2 separate regions of the Drosophila melanogaster genome follow, and region 2 is linked to region 1. The links are chromatin contacts, called in public HiChIP or PLAC-seq maps. All regions are on one chromosome and are shown on one strand. The core of a region is the stretch at or near the end of the contact, and the rest is flanking DNA. Distances in the headings are between cores, read along the strand shown.

Region 1 (2,898 bases), core at 127-2,626:
ACTTTAGGGCAGGGCGTGAAATGAGAAACTGGACAAAACAATGAGACTTATCGCTTGCCGGCTCTGTTGACGATGTCTGAATCATATTTCCTTCGAATGCACAGCCAAAAAGCTTTCTGGCATTCCGTGGAAGTTTAGCTTTCATTACAGAGAGTGTCGCATGGCAGTTGGATATCAAGCGTGATACGCTGCAGATGTGATGGCTTGGTGATATATCGTTTCGGAACAGGTTATATATACATATATAAAATATATACGAAGAACTATCATATTCGCTTTAAGCTGGATAACAATGAATGGCTATAATGAGTAATTGAAGTAATTATTACAAGCAGGAGCGCCATTTGAAAAGTTTGTATATAAACAATATATATAATAAGATGTAACTATCAACTCCCCATTACTGGTTGAGTCATTGAACATTCCTTGGCCTCCAAAAGGGGTTACAAATTCAAGCATCCAATTGGAATTGGGTTTGCCGCCAACACAACAGCGGCCCACTCATCATAATCAAATCCGACGAATACACACAAAAATACGAAGAGTAAACAATACACAGACACGCACTCTCGCACAAACACACACACACACTCGAGTGGCGGCGTTTAAAAATAAATTTGAATATGACCATGACGTCATCGATGGAGTAAACATCTGGCAGGAAAATTGCATTGAATGGGGGTCCAAAGCACCACCATCACTGGCAGAGGGTTAACGCTGGATTAGGGCATGAATGATAGGCACTGCTAGCCTGAATTAGTTATATTTTTTTATTAATTAGCGAAATGCTTATTTGTGCGAATGGATAACGATGATTATTATGCTGCCAAATGATGCAATATGTGGGCGTTTTGAAGACAAGGACGTTAAGAAAGTGGGGCGGAACATTCTGCTTACTGCACGGGCGGCATTCTGTGGGCTTTTCTTTTTTAGTTGCTTTCAACTGGTTTTCACTTGCGAACAACGGCACCTGTTGCACCTGGTGTACAACGTTTTCTGATCACGGCGAGTGAAACACTGCAAAAACATATAGAAATGATCAATCTGTGTCTTTTGGCTTTAAGCTCTGCTCGCTTGGCGGCCTTCTAGCCAGATCCGGTTGATTTTCAGCCAAGAAGACGATCTGCGCAGCGCTATCGCAGCACAAAAACAACAACACCTATATTGCCAAAATGGGCAAATCTCTGGAATTTCACGCGTTTCACTTAAGCATGTTCACATTTGAAGAATTGCATTCAACGGAAAAAGTACTTTTTACCTTCAGAGAAACCTTTTTAATTAAAGCCACAGTTTGCTGCAATTAAATTACTTTTCATTTAACTAACAGCTTCCGTGGAAAAAGACGCAGAAAAAACCACTCTACTTTATCACTAAAAAATCCCTGTACAACCTGCCTATCGATAGCTCTTCTGTTCTCGAGGCAGGTAGCCCTGAATGTCAATCGATAAACACCCAATACTACTGGGCGCCAATTTAAATTCGCTATTAGCCTATGTTACCGAAATACATCAGTTAAAAGAACTTTACGATTTAAGGCGCCACGCTTATCGCAGCGTGGCATTTTTGCTTCTTTGTCTCACCTTCTTATCAGCTGCTGGCCAACTGCTGTTCTTCTTCGAAACAGTTTCGTAACGCGCTCTTATCAGCTTACTGCCTCTACTTATAATTTCACGTACTATTTGTTTGTAAACAAGACCGGTTCGCATGCCAATTTAGGCTGCAGGCAAGAAATCCCTTTAGCATTGAATTTGATTGATTTTCTTTTTGCTATGTTACACGCCAATTGGGGAAATACATAAATAAATGTGCAGGGAAACTATAAAAGAATTCAATGCCACAAATGTCATAACAGTTTCGCTGATACTTATCATTAGAAAATATGTATTGATAAGAGAATCAAGAGCTTGTAAACTTGCTATGAAACCCACAATCACTATGAAATGAGTTTCTTTTTAAGCAACAAAAAGGAAAAGAAAAGTTTTACAGGTGTAAGTTATTTTTTCATATAATTCCCGATCGCCAATAATTTAAAATTCTCTACAAAGAGCCAGCATTTTGATGTGCCCACGGAACATGCATGTAAATGCATTATTTGTTTGCTTTAATTATTTTCCCGAATGTCTGTTTGCGGCAAACTTCCGCCTCGTGGGTGTGAGGGTCATATTTTTGAAACACCCCTCGCCGACTTCCGCGATGTGAACGGAGATAAAACTCCAGCTGCAGTTTCAGAATTTGCTTTATTTGTATCTGAGTATATATAGTATAGTTTTGTATTGGCTGGTGTTTTATGGAGCGTTGTCCCGTTAAAACGGGTTGCCAAGCGAATCGATCAGCGCGGCGCTCTTTGTTTATCAATCTCACTCTTTTGTCAGTCGCCTTTATTTATTATTATTAAATGAGTTTTTTTCCAGCATAACAAAAAAAAAACAAGGTGTCCCCACAAGGCCGCCGGTTGTGCGAGCGAGACGAACGAACAACAAGCGTCATAAGAAAGAGATCCAATACCATCCACAATCTAGCACTGAAAAAAATGTAACCCCATATTACAGCATATGTCTTACTTAACTATTAAATTATGCTGTTGACAAATAAATTTGTGTATTTTAACGTATATTCTTAACGCTCATCCAGAATTTAGTTCTTTTGAACGTTTGCTCTGACACAGTTTGGCTTCCATTTTTTAGATACAAATACATTTTTTGTCAGTATTCACTGTCACACGCTTGGAAAAAGGTGGTGGAACCTGGAAGCCGGGGAACTGCGAGACTTTCGGCACGTAGCAACGCGTAGCTGTAAGTTTATTACGCATGATTTTATGCTGTTGTTTACCAAAAATTCGCCAAGGCAAGCCCCCCATCCACATTCAAGCGGTGACTCGGGCGTATGAGCAACATGCTG
Region 2 (2,898 bases), core at 297-2,796, 300 kb before region 1:
AGTGCTTTGGATACGCACAGCTCGGGAGGCAGTTCAGCCACCACTGAACGCAGTTTGAGCGGCGGAAGTTCATCGAGAGCTCCGCCGAAGGGAGTGTACGTGCTGGAAAACGCATTCTGCGACAACTTGAAGCAGCCTCTCAAAACGGGACACTTCAAGGATGCGCTGCTGACGGTAACTGGTAAATTCGGCAAGAACATCATAAAATACAAGTTCAATATTTTTGCCGAGGAACAGCAGCAGTTGGTCAGGGAACTAATTCCAGCCAGCGAGCGTTCTCTGCCGTTCAAGGACATCAAAGCACGCTACGAGTCGGGAAGCGAGGATCAGGAGGAGGAAATTGTTAGGCGCTGTAAGAAACCGGCTCCCCAGGTTCCCCACATCAGTCCCGAGGAGAAGACTCTTTACAACCTCTACCTGATCGCCAAGAGCGCCAAGTTTAGCCGGACGCAGTGCGTCGATCGTTATCGCGCTGTCTTCGACGAGTATGCAGCTGGCGAGCTGGTGAATCTGCTCGAGAAACTAGCCCAGGTGATGGTAGAGCATGGGGATACGCCTGACCAAGCGCAACGCAATTGCTACGAGATGTATTTCGATTACCTGGATCCGGAGATGATCTGGGAAGTGGACGACGCTACGCGGGATCACATAGCTGCCGGATTTGTGCTGCTAAATACTTCGCAAAATGCGGAGATTGTCAAGTGTGAGCATTGCTCGTTCCCCCTTCGCTTCGATACCTCCTGCCAGTATCATGAGCTTGGAGCAGTGCTCCTGCGATACTTCTGGTCCCGTGGCGAGCAACTGAAGTGCTTTGATGTTGTTCAATCAGTGCCGGCACTATTAGACGTCTTAGCTAAATTTTACCTAGCCGAACAGAATCTCACCAAAGTGGTGGCCATCGTCCTCAACTACGGACTCCCCGAACTTCTGGCTGACGTGGGCAAACAACTGAGCGTGAGCGCATGGGGCCGCTGCTTCGAACAGTTCGTGGAACTGCAACGCGGCGGACGACTGGTGTGCGCCAACTGCGAGTGCATATCTGGCGTGGAACAGGAACAGTTGGGACGCCACTTCTTCTACAACTGGAACTGTTTCCTCAACATCGCTCTGGATCACATGTCCGCCGGGGACACGCTGGCGCTGATCTTCAAGTGGAGCTCATACATTCCAAACGACGCTATCGACCGGGAGTTCTACTCCCGCTGCCTGCTCAAGGGCTGAACGATATGAAAATTATTATTATATACATATATACGATACTTTATAGCCATATTTATTGTTCCACTAACTAATCTCAAGCTAAGGCCAATACCAAAAGCATTTATTCTATATAAACATGTACATTCACAATATGTATATTCTGAAGACGAAAGTGAATGAATATATTCCAGAGTTCGAAACTTCGAATTTTAGTTTTCTTTAACAGACTTGGAGGGAACTTGAGTATGGAATTGTTTGGAAATTTTTAATACCTATTTTACGGCAATCACATATATATACTAAATTTCAAATTTAATTTGAATTTCTTTGACTTTTGCTTCAAATAACGAAATGGGGTACAGCGGCTGACGCCTTATAAACAACTATTCCTAAACATAAACACAAACATTTTTGGCCTTTAAGAAACAAAATTTAACTGCCCAGCCTCATTTCTCTTCCATTCAAAAAACAACAACAGCCTAGAAGGGATCGACGCGCCGAAAAAGCAAAAGTGAAAAAATTCAATTTGAATTTCATAGACCGCGAGACGAGGATATAGATCTGGCAACGCCCTTGCCGGAGTCTTTGCCAGTAACCGCCGCCGAGAGCCCAGGTTGGAGTCTCTGCTCTACCTCCACCGACCGCATCTATCGATTCCTCATCGATATACGTGCTAAAGCAGCCCTGATTTTTTAGACACGCGTCTGAAAGCGGAAAAAAACGTGAACTCGTCGGAGAAGCAGCATTTTCCAAGCCCATAGCGCTTGTAATTGTAATTGTTGGCACAAGCAGGCCAGCCAAATCCGATACGGAAACGTCTCAGTTTCAAGCCGAACAAAGGGAATTGTGTGCGAGGAACGAAAAGAACCCTGAAATTTCACACGAGAACGCAGTAGCTTGTGGAACGTAAGAAGTTTTTTGTCGGAAAAACTAAGGAAAAACGTATAGACACAAAGTGCAACACCAACACAACGATCGTATACATTTTTTTGTCGCAAATTGCAAGTGTGCATTCAAAAAAAAAAATTCAAAGCGTAACCATTGCAAAATTTTCCTAAACGGAAAGCAAGAAAAAAAAAGCAACTGATTGGAGGATAATATGAGTAATGCTATTAACCAAAATGGCACAGGTCTAGAGCAGCAAGTAAGTAGCGTTTTTAACTGCTGAAAATACCATTTACCATCTATATAAGAATGGAACACGCATGTGTATGCGGTGGCTGTGTGTGTGTGTTCGTGATGCTCATGCGGCTATTTGAAAAAGTTCGCCTAGAAATTTATTGATTTCATAACACACTAATGTCTCTATCGCTCGTTTTACAACGGTGAATTGTGTCGGTGTCAATGGCTTGCATATATGTGCGTGTGTGTGTGCGCCTGGGTCCCTCTTCGTCATTCCAATTTGTAATTTCTTTTGTATAATTTTTGCTCGCTTGCCTCCAATTTGACATGTATAATATATACATATGAAAGTTTCCATTCGGCCTCTCACGTTGAGTGTGTCGTGTGTGCGAGCAGTGCCGCTGTTCTAAGGCTGGTCGTGTGTGTGTGTTATATCTCGCTCTCTCTCGCTTGCTCACACATGTGGAAGCTGTTGTAAATAGGGTTGCCAGGAGTAAGCGATCTGGTGATTAATTTCAAGGGTGATTTGGCAAAAAAAAATGGAAGAAAAGCAAAGCATGTAATCTACATACACTA

Evidence for each region. HiChIP or PLAC-seq counts read pairs in DNA pulled down with a chosen protein or histone mark.
Region 2: a contact with region 1 is called in an H3K27ac HiChIP or PLAC-seq map of the Kc167 cell line, with 5 times the contacts expected there. The contact joins the promoter of bel here to the promoter of stck in region 1. A contact is called at or near these places in 22 of 107 Hi-C or Micro-C datasets (the Clone 8 cell line, the D17-c3 cell line, the Kc167 cell line and 11 more) and 5 of 6 datasets of contacts at active chromatin or transcription factors (the Kc167 cell line and the S2 cell line).

Annotation. Positions count from the first base shown.
Region 1 is chr3R:8,355,456-8,358,353 of dm6, reverse strand. It overlaps stck (steamer duck), which reads right to left and starts at 1,376. Exons shown (of 6, transcript NM_079554.4): 1 at 1,259-1,376.
Region 2 is chr3R:8,659,409-8,662,306 of dm6, reverse strand. It overlaps bel (belle), which reads left to right and starts at 1,546. Exons shown (of 4, transcript NM_001275450.1): 1 at 1,546-2,344. The coding sequence starts at 2,300. It overlaps p (pink), which reads left to right. Exons shown (of 4, transcript NM_001316526.1): 4 at 1-1,404. The coding sequence ends at 1,221.